Regions from separate parts of the Capra hircus genome. Here region 2 is linked to region 1. A link is a contact called in public Hi-C data. All regions are on one chromosome and are shown on one strand. The core of a region is the stretch at or near the end of the contact, and the rest is flanking DNA. Distances in the headings are between cores, read along the strand shown.

Region 1 (7,167 bases), core at 3,352-5,851:
TCACGGGGTGGGTGGGGGTGGGGATCAAGGGTGATGCGCACTGTCCTAGAATGGAAAGACTGCATGAGGGCGGGAGGGGGCCAGACCCAGAAAGACCTCAAATACCATGTTGAGGAACTTGGACTTTATCCTCCAGGCTTTGAGGCTGTGTGAGCAATAGCCAGGCCTAAGAGAAGGGCCCAGCGGAAGTGTGGTCTAGGAACACAAACCCAGAAACACGAGAAGGAACGGTTCTGTGCAGTGACAGGAAGCTTCCAGCCCTCTGAAGTCGAGAAAAGCAGGAGCTCACACATTGGACAGTCTGGCTAAAGGGACTGCTTCACCCAGCTAGAAAGCAGCAGCACTGAAACCCGAATCCCGTCGTTGAGAAATGTGATCCACTGGCTTCCTTCTCAGAAGCGAATTCAGCAAAAATATGAGACTTTTAGCTGCAAACTCAAGACAGGGATGCTTCGAATCTCAGTGTTTGTTTCATCTGCGTTCGTATTTCGCCCTTCCTTCCCTCTGTCCTTCCCACCATTCCTCCTTCCTGCCTCCCTTGTCCTCTCTCCTTCCCTCTTTCCTTCTGTACTGATTGACTGATCTTCAGGAATGCAGGCAAAAACTCACAGGAAGTCTCCCCTCCTGTGGCCTGCAGGTTAAGGCACAGAAGAATTTCCCTAAATCGTTCAGCCTTAGGAAGCGCCTTCGTCAGTAAGAATAGAAGGGAGTGGAATGAAGAATGGGAATATGCCTGATGCTGGGAGCTAGCCCTTCTCTAAGTTACAGGGTGTGGAGGGCTCCAGTGCGGGGACAAGGTGGAACAGAGTTCTGCAGCGAAGCCCATCAATCAAATGGCTCATCCAGAGGCGGTTTCTGTGCCTTGACTCTTCCCACGAGATAGTATCTGCTGCCGTCAATGGGCACAGGGTTCTTCCTTGGAGAAAACAGGAAAAGTAGTTCAGTCAGTAGTCCGGGGAGTTCCTCAAGCTGGAACTTGAGGTTACTTCCCAGGGTCAAGTGAGGTGATGTCCCAAGGTCAGGCTTTTGCTTCTGCCTCGTTCTGTCCTTCAAAATGCAGTTTTATCCTTCTCTTATTTTGCTAGGCCCAGCCATGGGGGTGTCAGAGGGACCTGCCTGAAATGAGAGGTCTGAAAAAGGCAGGGTCCCAGAATGTCAGAGCTGGAAGGGGCCTTGTAAATGAGCTTCACATTTATTCAACATAGTTTTTTGGGAACACCTGTTTCCCTGTTTGCCAGGCTCTGTGCTCACTTCTGGGCCTGGCCCTCAGGGGAACAAAGAGTAGGGGCCCCTGTCTCTGTACCCCTTCCTCATCCTCAGGCTTTCCTGTCTTGGCCACTGGAGCAGCTTTGGACCTCCTCTCCACTGAGCTGAGCCCACTGAGTCTTTCAGAGACTCCACCAGATGTGCTGGGTCTTGCAGCTGTCCGCTTGAGCCTGGTCCTGCTGCTCATTTTCAGTCCTGTTTCGCTTGGGTCTGTATGTAGGCTTCTCAGCTGTCTTGCCTTCTCTCCCGCCTCCCCCCTTCCTCTCTTTCCTTCCATTCTTCCATAGTCATTGGCGTCTCGGGATGTCCCAGGTTTGGGCTGATGCTCTGAGATAAATTAAGTGGCTTATAATCAGGTGGGAGAGGAACAAGAGTCATGAGTTCACTTGGAATATAAGAGCAGGCACAGTCTGAACCCCTTCCCACAAAGGCCCTCTCTGAGACTGGAGGGTTGCTGTGGAACCTTCGCCAAGGTTCTGTTCAGTTAAACTGCCCTGGGGGCTGCTCCTGTCCACACTTGGAGTTCTTCAGAGACCCAGCACAGTCTTCTCTCTGTGCTTGTCTGACTGCACCTTGAATCTCAAGGTTAAGATCCAATTTCTTCAACTTCCACCAGTTTTTCCCCTTCTCCACATGATTTTTAATGGGGTCTGCTCCATTCTTCAGTATGATTTTCACGATGACTTGGGGGCCAAAGATTTTCCAGGGGAATAGGTAGCCTGCTCTATAATACAAGCTTGAGAGGAAAGCTCTTTTGAAGAGTTGGCACAAATGTGGGTGAATCTCTAGGCAAATTCTGGTCGAACAGGGCCTGGAGAGGTAGTGCTAGGACCATGGTTCTGGCTCTGTAGATCACCAAGATTTTGAGTCTAGTTGGATGCATCTATCAGACAATGAGAAAAACTAGGACATCAGCACAGTGCCCTTTAGTTAAGTAATATTTGGAAGACTCTTGCACTGCAGAGATGTTTCTTAACTAGCTAACTGAAGCTAAATTTAGAAGTCAAACAAGTATTTGGACTAATGTTGGGATTTTGATACCATTGATCAAGATCATTTTCCCTGTTTCACTCTGATAAAGAGAGTGCTGGCTTTTAAAATTCCCTGGGGGACGATAACCTTGCAAGACAGGTGGTTTTCAGTGGTCATGCCTTCAGCCCACCTTCAATAGGCAAATATGCATACGTACGCGTCACATGTCCCCACCAACCATCCAGTGTAGTTTTTGCTGATGTACACAATATTCCCAAAGCTAAGAAAAAGGGAAGGATCATTGTCTTGGCTGATAGGAAATCCTAATAAAGTTAGAGAAAAAAATCCAAGGAGATACATGGATTGCTTATCCATCTTCCCCTTCCACCTTCCCACAAGAGCCCAATCAAATTATAGAAATGGTTAATATTTTTAAAAAGTCAATGAGGGTGAAAGGCAGCAACTAAGCCTCAGGAAAATGTATCCAAGCTCCCAGGGAATATCTGTTGAGTGTTTGAATGCCCAGGGTGCCAAGATCTAAACAAAGCCTACAAAATTCCTCATCACCATAGGTGATGGGGGAGAAAAGATGAGATCGAAGGAGGAAAGACAGTTAAAAGTCAGCAGATAAGGCACAAAGCATTGACTCAATATAAGTAGACCACAAATCAGGTTTAACACATTTAAAAAAACATCAGCTGGAAGGGAAATCTGTTGAGCCTGATGACTATAGCATTTTATGGAGAAAGGGAGATGGGGTGATGGGAAGACGTAGGGAAATAGTCTACTAGGTTTTTGAGTTTATTCAATTTTGTTACATCTTTTTCTTTCTATTCATATTCAGAAACTTGTCAAACTTCGCAATTTTCTTTCTCTCTGGGATCCTTGTTTTATTTCTCTCATGCCTGAGGGACAGTGACTTTGGAGACACCTGGTTTGAATTTAAGTCTTGACTTTGGCACTTACTAGCTTTGTGACCTTGGGCAAATTAATGAACCTTGTTTTGCGTTTAGTTTTTCTTCTAATAAAACTGGAATGATATTCCTAATCTCATAAGATTGTTACGAGTGTGAGCTGAGCCAAATGCCTGCTCCTTGTTGGCACCTACAGGTGGCGCTCAATAAATACGAAGCTCTCCTCAGAGGAACAAGTGCTGTTTCTAAAGCTAAGCTCTCCACTGGCCCCTCAACAATCACCTTCTTTCCTGATTTTGTGGAGACCTTCCTTTTGTCTTTTGCATCTACAAACTTTCTCACTGTGTGAAACCCTTTCTTTTATGGAGGCACCCAGATTTAGTGGGTCTCTCTTTGTACTTGGAAGTTGTGGGAAAGGAAAACTCAGTCAGGAAATGAGGTACCTGTGGGTTCTTTGGAAAACTGGGACCAGGAGGCAGTGAGGAAAGGACTTGGTGACTCTGGGTCCACTTGTCCAGGCAGGGGGCCATGAGGACGGGTAGGAGCCCTCTCAGTACTAAGCACATGGAGTGAAAAGCCTTGGGGCTTGCCGAAGGAGGAAGGGAAACCAACAGCCCCGGGGGTCAAGCCGGGGTCAGGGGAGAGAAGCAGAAGGGGTGTGGGGATCCCAGAAGCCAGGGCCTGGGCTGGGCCAGGGCAGGAGAGAAAGCGGCAGGGCGTTTACACATCACAGGGCCTGCACGATGTCCACTGAGCCTTGTTGTGTATTTAAGAGGAGCCTAAAACTTCGGCCAGACCCTTTCCAACGGTGCAGCGGTGGGAGGCGCGACTGCAGAGCTAGAGGAGATCAAGCATGAAGGGAAAAGCATGGTGGATTTATTTGACGAGCTTGGCAGGGAAGACAGAACCAGCTGTAAGAGAAAAGACTGCTTCTGGTGGGCTGGGGGCATAGAGCGGTACCCAAGGAACCCTACGACAGAGGTTGAGAAGGCAGGGGAGTGGGGAAGCCCAGGGGAGGATCTGGGCCAGGGAGAGAGGGGCGGGGATGTGCGTGCAGGGCATTGATGGTGGGAAGGCCCCTGATGGAAGAACAGAGAAGGTTCTCTGAGGGAGAAGGAGTGGGTGGTATGTGGGGGTTTGTAGACTTGGATGCATTCACAGGCAGCGAGGAGCTTGCCTGGTTCTTTGGGAGGGCTTTGTCTTCCTAGGGTAAGTAGGAGGTACGCCCATCTGTGGAACGCAGGGAGTTGGGGGTGAGAGGGGACCTTGGTGAGGGAGTGGTGAAGGCTGGGAACAGCCACGGTAGAGGGTAGGGCAGGGCCTGAGTGTGACTCTGTCAAGCAGTGCTCAGCAGCACAGAGGTAGGAGGCGCCCCAGCGGCGGAGGAGAATGTTTGGACCGATCCAAGGTTGGGAATAGGGCAAGGTGGGGTTGAGGGGCGAGGACGCAAGGGCGTCTGAGGGGGACGGGAGAGGCTTTTCCCTGTGTGCGTCTTCACGGTGGGTTCTTCCAGAACTGGAAGAGAAGCTGTGAAGAGGGACTGGCTGGGAGGAGGCAGGGAGAGAAGGCGCAGGCAGGGAGCCGCCCTATCCATGAGGCTGAAGAGCTGGTATCAGCCCCCCACCCCAACCCCGCCTCCCCGCCCCAGCTCCCCCACATCGCTTTTGACAGTGGAGGTAAGGGGCACGTCGAGCAGTCAGACGCGCATTCTTCCCCTAACTTTTAGGGTTCTGAGTCCCTTTGTCTTTCTTCTCTTCCTTTTACGACATTGAGTAGATTTTTTTTTTAAAGATCACCCTAACAATTACAAGGAGTTTTAGGGACCATACATAGCTGACAGTTCTCCCCTCTACCTTAAATCTTGGCTTCTTGCCCAAGTGGGCAGGTCCAAGTTTTGGTTTTGTTGATGGTAACTGGGGCAATGGAAAGGGTTGGGTTCAAGTAGAAGCAGGGAGCCAGAGGTCCGTCCCTCATCCACCATGGGGACCTGTTGCTTGCCCCCCACCTCCCGTCCCCAGGACTGTGGTTCATAGCTGGAGCCTCAGTCTCTGCACCTCTTTCAGGAATCTTCTGTTCTCTGTGAGCAGTCACAGCGGAGGCAGGATACATTCTCGTGAACGTTTCCCTCTTGAGCCTTTTGCTCTTTTCTTAAAGCTTGTAAATTGGAAATGCCAAGGAGCTATAAATGAATTCTGAATTTGGGCCAAACGGAATCCACACACTCTAGACTGTATGGAGCTTCTCTGATTCCTCCATGAGTGACTTCCCCTTTCCAGATCTGGTAGAATATTCCTTCAACTGGAAGTTGGACTTGGACAAGTCACTGTGGGCCTCAGGGTCATCTGTGGATTTGAACGTCTGGGTCTCTTCTACCCTTGGTGCACTGTGGGTATGGGGACATCTGAGAACACCTGTACACTCTTATTACCCATTTTATTATGTAAATGGAAATGGTGCAGAAATGGGCATCTTTGATAGACTCAGAGAAAGTGCAGGTGCAAATGCTTCGTTAGGAAGGAAGTCAGTGTATCCTTCCCAGGGTACTTAATTCATGTACTTCCTGTATGTCACAAAACACTGGAAATTAGGACGGAAGGAGCCTCCTTACCATAACCTATACAGTTAGTCTGTCTTGTAGTTCATTTGTTTGTCCAATTGCATTTCTAGTGTTGAATGAAGAAAGAGCCTCATCACTGGTTTCCTAAAGCCGTCAACAGGCATCAGTCACGGAGGCAACAGCAACATGACTCCCTTTTCTTCCTGAAAATCCTTCCCATTTTGGATTCCAAGAGGAGGTAGTTAAGAAAATCAGGAGCTCTGTGTCGGACCTGCTCTGGCTCTATTTCTGGAGCTGGCTTGGTGCCTCCTTCTCTTTCTGGGTCAGTGGAGAGTGTGCTGGGCCCCCCTCTTGGGCCCCATTAGCTCCTGGAGGGGCCGTGGCTATGTGCTGTCTCCCTCATGTCGTCCAGCCATATTTGGCTGAATGTTCAGAGCACACAGACACTGGACTTCCTCCCTGATATTCCCTGGTCAGGGGTAAACCCTTTACCCCAGATTAAGTTTCGCTTATCTTGGGTCATCAGGCTAGGTTGGTTTCAGTGAATTATCTCAGCCAGTGGAATGCAGAAGATGATTAGAAAGGCCTGGGTCCCAAAGTATGGACTGTGAGCCAGTCATATCATGAGCATCATGTGAGAACTTGTTAGAAATTCTAGGTCCCAAGACCAGACCTAAGGATCTGTGTTTTACCAAGATCTCCAGGTGATTCAGACACCCAGTAAGCATTGAACAGCACTTGTTGAGGTGGCATGTTAAGAGAAGCCGACTGGCTCAAGTACTATCTTACCTTTCACTCTGAGGGTTAAACTATCTCAGAGGCTGCTTGGTTTTTTAGTTTTTTTATTCAGAAAATGAAAGTATTAGTTGCTCAGTTGTGTCTGACTCTGCGACCCCCATGAACTATAGCCCGCCAGACTCCTCTGATGGGATTCCCCAGGCAAGAATACTGGAGTGGGTTGCCATTTCCCTCGCCAGGGAATCTTCTGGACCCAGGGATTGAACCTGAGTTTCCCGCATTGCAGGAGGATTCTTTACCAGAGAGGGAGACAAATGGAGACCCTTTAGGAGTCTGTTGAAGGCCCAAGGGATGTTGGAAGTTTTATACCTGTTGGAGGTACTAGCATTATGGAAATTTGTCCCCTCTGCTTGGCACACCAGTCTGTTATGCTACTGCTAATCTCTTGTGAGCTTAGGGCGGCACTGTATTCCAAGACGAGAAAACCACGTGGTAGGTAGAAAAGGGAAAAATATGACAGCCATCTTCTGTTCTAAGACTTGGAGGCAAGATGAAGCCCGATAATGGTCATTACCAGTGGGTCGGTCATTACCTGCTGTGGCTTTGTAAGTCCTGTAAGTTTCGGCAGCTCCGTTGTGAACAGCAGTGGAAGGGGAGCCTTTGAGAGAAATCGCTGTGTTTTGTGGCGTTCTGGCTGCTGGCAGGGCATTGCCTGTCTGT
Region 2 (7,167 bases), core at 2,707-5,206, 120 kb after region 1:
CTAAGTTCCCATATCTCTTATCCACCGTGCTCCTGGGAATGCGTTAGTTAACATAGTGAGAATGTTAGAAAAACAAGTGTAGCCTTGAATTTAACCATATCAGACTTTTGAGCTAATGGGTTCTTTCTTGTAACTCACTGCACCTTTGCTCTGTGAAAAACATAACTCTGTTTGGCATTTTCTGAGGCTGACATAGATTAAAAATATATATATATATAAAAAAACACTTTGAGGGAAAATAAGTTTTCTGGTTGAGCAGCCTTTATCAAAAGAGGGTCATAAAATGTTCGCAGGCCTCCAAGGCCAGAAGATACTGTGCACATCTTCTGTGGAAAAGTTATGCAAAAAAAATCCTGGTTTCGATAAGGGCGAAACTGCTGGAATGTTGGGCTGACTCTGTATGACCTTACGTCTTTCATTTCCCTCTGTGTATAAGGCAAGGTATAAAAGTACCTTTTAAAAAATAAAGCTTTTGGGCCTCGCTCACTGAAGCAGCTTGGTCACCCTGTGTTTTTCTTCTCTCTGTCTCTCCCTCTCTTTTTTTTTTCCAGGCTGATCCCTTGGAGCATAGGGGCTCCCTGAGCTCACTTATCTGCCCGGGTTTCTAAGACCTGAACGGGAAGACATTCTGCGTCTTCACTCCCTCGGGAGACCGGGAGGGCACCTGTGGCCTCCGTGAACAGGGCAAACTTCTTGTCTTGGAGTTTTATTGGCTTTCTATGTAAACCAAGAAATATCAGCCTCTTTCTCTCCTCCACCTTCTTATCTATAACATTCTTTCCTTCTCTCTCTAAATCAATCGCCGACACCGTTCCTCCTTCGGGTTTCCCTGGATCCTGCGGGGGCTGGACCCCGGCAAGAGCGGACACCTCAACAAGTGGCCCACCCTCCTCAAGGGTCCTGGGAAACTCATCAGAAATACAAATTCTCAGACCTCACCCTGGTCCTGATGGATCAGAATCTCTGGGAATGAGGCTTTGCAGATAAAACCTACCCGGTTTTTCCTTGCTATGTGTGTGTCCTGTGTGTCGTTTAGTGCTCACCCGAAACACTCCACTTCTGGCACTGCTGGTCACCAGACTGACAACAAGCAATCCTCTGCCACACCAGCTGGGTGTCGTCCAGTTCAACTCAATTCTGACACCATCTGCTTGGAGACACAGCGTCGGAGGCCACAGGCTGAGGACTGAGTCCTAGAATACTGCTCCTTCAGAGGCCTGTGGCCAGGAGGAGCAGCCCAGGGTACCCCCAACTTCTGACCAATTTGACTACAGATCAGAGGGTCCTAGGGGCTTCCCTGGTGGCTCAGATGGTAAAGAACATACCTGCAATTTGGGAGACTTGGGTTCAGTCCTGGGTCTTTTCCAATGAGTCAGCTCTTCCCATCACATGGCCAAAGTATGGAGCTTCAGCTTCAGCATCAGTCCTTCCAATGAATATTCAGGACTGATTTCCTTTAGGATGGACTGGTTGGATCTCCTTGCAGGCCAAGGGACTCTCAAGAGTCTTCTCCAACACCGCAGTGCAAAAGCATCAATTCTTTGGCGCTCGGCTTTCTTTATAGTCCAACTCTCACATCTGTACGTGACTACTGGAAAAACCAGAGCTTTGACTCTATGGACTTTTGTCAGCAAAGTGACGTCCCTGCTTTGATGTGCTGTCTAGGTTTGTAATTGTCCTCCTTCCAAGAAGCAATCATCCTTTAGTTTCCTTGCTGCAGTCACTGTCCACAGCGATTTTGGAGCCCAAGAAAATACAGTCTGTCACTGTTTCCACTTTTTCCCCATCTATTTGCCATGAGATGGGACCAGATGCCATGACCTTAGTTTTTTGAATGTTGAGTTTTAATCTAGCGTTTTCGCTCTCCTCTTTCACCCTCATCAAGAGGCTCTTTAGTTCCTCTTTGTTTTTTGTCATTAGAATGGTATCATCCACATATCTGAGGTTGTTGATATTTCTCTTGCTGGGTAGCAAGGTACAAAAAAATTTATTTTGCTTGTGAATGAAAGATATTTTCACCTCTTCCTGTTTAAACTGTCTCATTGGGTTAACTCAGCTACTTTGGGGTGAATGCTGAATCTTTCAAATACACTCCATCTCTGTCAGTTCCTCCCATAAAGGCTCAGGAGTGAAAGAGGTTTACATAATTTTGCAGTGGCAGGAGAAAGGCAAGATTAAACCTCTCACATGGCATTCTATGCAAATGAGAAAGAAATGTGTCTTCCTTAAGACACTTTCCACTCAGTGGTGGAACATTTTCACGCTGGTCTGGTTAGAACGCATTGCTGCCATATGCTCGGAAACTGCCACAATGAACGTGCGAACTACGATGTCCGTGGACCGTGAGGCGCCCTGTAGACGCCAGTTTTCTTGAGCAGTGCTCAGCCTGCACAGCTGTATGCTCACCTCTAGCTTTGTACCCACTGCTGTGCATCAGGGTGAACACATAACTTCCCCCAGAGGCTTGCAGCTGCCTGCAGGGAAAGCACATTCTTCGCCTTAACTATTCTCCCTACACACTCTGAAGTTTCTGAGATTCACCAGAAACTCCCCAGGCCAAGAGGTTCAACATTTGCTCTGAGGTTCTCATTCTACTTTTTACTGCCTCCTCCCTGTAGCCCAGTGGGGTCAGGTGGCCAGGCTTTTCCACTTTCTTGTGTAACAGGAACTTTCGTTTATATCAAAACTGCATTATCACTTCCCTTGGCTTAGAGAAAACTCCAAATTTAAGTCATCTGCGCCTGGTTCTTGATATGAAATGGGAGCGCAGGGGATTTCAAAATTCTTTTCTTTCTCCATAATGTCTGGCTATTGAGACATCACTCTCTAGAGACAATTAATACTGGCTTCCTTTTTCTAACTAAAATTCCGCCCCCACAACCTTCCTTTTCCTGAAGCATGAAAACTCATTGCTTCAGTGGATAGGTCCCTTGGGTAGCAGTATTTTCTAGATTTGAAAATCTATCAGGCAAGCTCTCACAAAAAAATTGTATTAGTGTATCTTTTTCTTGTGGTACCTTATTGTGTGTAAAAAGAAGGCCAGAAACTCCAATGTCTTAAAGTTTTCCTAAAAGTTCCCTGATGTGAGAGCCTTGGTGGGCATTTTCTGAGTCCTGGGTAGTAGCGGAAAACAGTTTAGGTAGCTGTTTTGCAGCCGTGTAATAACAAGGGCTGCTAATTTCATAAGCTGGAGCTGTTCCGTCACCTTCTCCTTCAGACCTCTGCAGCCCTGTTTACTGACAGTCTTAGCCTGTAACTTACATCACCCTTACTGCCACGCGCCACATTCTGTTAGGACGTGCTGGGGTTCAAGAAAGGGTCTGACTCAGATGGACTTGGAGAAAAAGGAAGCCGATGTGGCTCCTGTCACTGCCATGTGCAGAGACTCAGAGTGAGAGAAGAGCCAGCTTCAGTGCTGTGAGTCCCTGAGTTCTCGCGGCTTCCATGTGTTGGCTATTTCATGATCACAGAATGGCCGCGGAGGTTCCAGGAGACTTGTCTGCATGTGACGTAAGTGAGTAAAGTCTGACTCTTTGCGACGCCATGGACGGTAGCCTACCTCCAGAGTGAAAGCAGGAGGCTTTGTGCAGCGTTCTGAGTTCACCTGGACACACTGAACCAATCACTGTTCTTGGGGATTGAAATACTTTTTTTAAAATTAATTTTAAGTTGGAGGATAATTGCTTTATACTGTCGTGTGGGTTTCTGCTGTACAACAACTCGAATCAGTCATAACTATACATATCCCCTGCTCAAGAGCCTCCCTCCCACCACTCCCCCCGCACCCCTCTAAGTCATCGCGGAACACAAGGCTGGGCTCCTTGTGTTTATAGCAGCTTCCCACTAGCTATCGACTTTACACATCCGTTCAGTCCCTTCGCTCAGTCGTGTCCGACTCTTTGTGACCCCATGGGCTGCAGCACGCCAGGCCTCCCTGTCCACCCCCAGCTCCCAGAGCCTGCTCAGACTCACGTCCATTGGGTCAGGGATGCCCACCCGCCGTCTCCCCCTCTGTCGCCCCTTCTCCGTAGTGGATGCACGCCAGTGCTACTTCCTCAGTCTGTTCCACCCTCTCCTTCCCCTGCCGTGTCCGCAAGTCTGTTCTCTGAGCTGCATCTCTATTCCTGCCCTGCAAATAGTTCATCAGTACCGTTGTTCTAGATTCCATATATATGCATTAATATATTATGTTTGTTTTTCTCTGTCTGACTTACTTCACTGTGTATAACAGGCTCTGTGGCTGCTGCTGTTGCTGCTAAGTCTCTTCAGTCGTGTCTGACTCTGTGCGACCCCATAGACGGCAGCCCACCAGGCTCCCCCGTCCCTGGGATTCTCCAGGCAAGAACACTGGAGTGGGTTGCCATTCCCTTCTCCAATGCATGAAAGTGAAAAGTGAAAGTGAAGTCGCTCAGTCGTGTCTGACCCTCAACGACCCCATGGACTGCAGCCTTCCAGGCTCCTCCATCCATGGGATTTTCCAGGCAAGAGTACTGGAGTGGGGTGCCATCGCCTTCTCTGATAACAGGCTCTAGAAAACCATAATTCAAAAAGACACGTGTACCCCAGGGCTCACTGCAGCACTATTTACAATAGTCAGGGAAGCAACCTAGAGGCCCATCGATGGATTGAGCGACTTTGATCAGCTTCACTTATGTACCGGCTCCACCCCTGAAGCCAAGAACCACATGGGTTTTGAAGAGAACGTCTACCTGATGGATAGGTTTGTGGGTCATTGGCTGGCTTCTAGTCCATCTTGTCAATGAGCTCTGGGCCTCACGATAGTCAGGGAGGCAGCAAAGAACAACAGAGGTTCAAACAACTATTGAAAGCTTAGATAACGTCATTGCCACTGGAGACCATTAGAGACTGGAAATCCAAGTTTCCTCCTTCATTTTCTTAGCATCATTAAATCTCTCTGATTCTGGCCTAAACCTGAAAAAGGACAGCCCAGTGATGACTGAAATGGAATTTCCTGTAGCTTGGTGGTATGTGGGCTGGGTGTTCTAACTAAGTGTTTTGTAACACTGAATGGGTGAGAAGAGACACACAAGCCATTTCATAGTTTGCAACAAAATTTAGTCCATTTATGAACATCTGACTACAAATTTAAAGAAAAAATATTCTAAAAAAATTCTCATGAGCAAAAAATGATAGATGTTAATCCAAATAATTCCTATTTTTTTTTACCAATTTAAAATATCATTGCTAATATTTGTTTCTATTTCACTTTAACAAATGTAAGAAATGTTAATTAATACTTTCTTAAAAGAAAACTATTTCTCCTTAACCTTATTTTTCCATATAATCTTAAGAATTTTCAACTGAAAATACAAATAGTGCCAAGGGTTTCAGAAACCTAACTCTGGAGTTAGAATCAAGAGTGAAATTGTACCATTTTTAGTTGATTCCACTAATTGACTTATTATTTATTCACTTAACAAACAATTCTAATTATCAAGAGAACACCCTTAGCAACAGTCCTTTTAGGGGTCGGGGCAAGGTTTGTAGAGCAAGAGAAAGAATCCCTGCTTATTCCGGACCCTGCTGGGCAATTTTTTCACCCTAGGGGAGCCAGGTGAGTGCTGGAAGGCGCTAGGTCTTTCCATCTTATAGTCCTTTGGAGCACAGGGTGTCCCAGCTCCCTTCTTGGGTAAATGACAGACAAGCATGGAAGGTATTGCCCCAAAGGTTCAAAATAGCTTTCCTTAGCATCCGTGTCATTTCCGTGAGTGGGTGAGTGGTATGACAGAGGGCTTTTTGTTATATACGTATTTAAAAACACTAAGAAAGCTTCATAGAGCTGGCACTTGTTATATGCATGTGTCTAAGATTGCCGGGATGTCTCTCTATGACATTCCTACAGAGGCACTTTTTAGCCTATTATTGCAGGCCTTTGATTCGATTCATTAATCATCTAAAGAATTCAGGGTTTCCAAGTTGATCTATCTGTTCAGTTCAGTTCAGTCGCTCAGTTGTGTCCGACTCTTTGCGACCCCATGAATTGCAGCACGCCAGGCCTCCCTGTCCATCACCAACTCCTGGAGTCCACTCAGACTCATGTCCATCGAGTCCGTGATGCCATCCAGCCATCTCATCCTCTGTTGTCCCCTTCTCCCTCCTGCCCCCAATCCCTCCCAGCATCAAGTCTTTTCCAAGGAGTCAACTGTTTGCATGAGGTGGCCAAAGTACTGGAGCTTCAGCTTTAGCATCATTCTTTCCAAAGAAATCCCAGGGTTGATCTCCTTCAGAATGGACTGGTTGGATCTCCTTGCAGTCCAAGGGACTCTCAAGAGTCTTCTCCAACACCACAGTTCAAAAGCATCAATTCTTCAGCTCTCAGCTTTCTTCACAGTCCAACTCTCACATCCATACATGACCACTGGAAAAATCATAGCCTTGACTAGACGGACCTTAGTCGGCAAAGTAATGTCTCTGCTTTTGAATATACTATCTAGGTTGGTCATAACTTTTCTTACAAGGATAGGAAATGTCAATAGTCTTGGAGCCAAGACCCGAAATTTTGCAGTAATTTTGAAAAGGATTCTTTTAGGAGGATGTTTACAAGTTCAGTTACATTTCCAAGAAGGATCAATGAAATTCTGGGAACCAAAGTTAATATTTTTCATAGCATCGGCAAGTCTAGTCACTGCAGAGTGAGGTTTCTTGATTGTATTTGATTTTGCAATTAATTGAGCACACATTTCATAGATAATGACATTTATAATTTATTCTAAAGCTCGCCCTGAGTGATGGCACGGAGGCTTCTCCAGCCTATTCTTTTACTGACTTGCTTTTTGAACACCTAATTGTAACATTATGCGAGGAATCGTGATCTATTTTTAAATGTGTAAAAATCTGCTGTGCTTCATAAACAGCTTATGAAAATTGTAGGCAGAGGAAAAGTAAATTATAGGCCATAATATGTTTAATGATATGCAAATACTGTTAAACTAGAACATGATTGTATTACTATTCTTTGGGGAAGAACAGACTTAAACAATTCAAAATAGCAGATGTAAGTTTTTAGTGCTGAGATCTAACAATAATAAATTAGAAATGGAAAGTCACACATATACTGAATTACATCTTGACTTTCATAGATTTTCATTTCATCACCAAAGACAAAACTGCAAGCGGCTCCCAGCTCCTATTTTGTGTTTCTCTTCA

The links. A called contact is a pair of places that touch in the nucleus more often than the background predicts.
Region 2: a contact with region 1 is called in a Hi-C map of blood, with 2.8 times the contacts expected there. The contact joins two enhancer-like sites. A contact is called at or near these places in 2 of 5 Hi-C or Micro-C datasets (blood and liver).

What each region holds. Positions count from the first base shown.
Region 1 is chr10:3,301,615-3,308,781 of ARS1.2, forward strand. No RefSeq gene overlaps it. Among named protein-coding and RNA genes, the nearest start is that of KCNK10, 110 kb to the left of the region's middle. Within about 2 kb of position 4,602, at least 1 of the 5 cell types and tissues checked has an H3K27ac peak or open chromatin away from gene starts, as enhancers often do.
Region 2 is chr10:3,426,720-3,433,886 of ARS1.2, forward strand. No RefSeq gene overlaps it. Among named protein-coding and RNA genes, the nearest start is that of GPR65, 18 kb to the right of the region's middle. Within about 2 kb of position 3,957, at least 1 of the 5 cell types and tissues checked has an H3K27ac peak or open chromatin away from gene starts, as enhancers often do.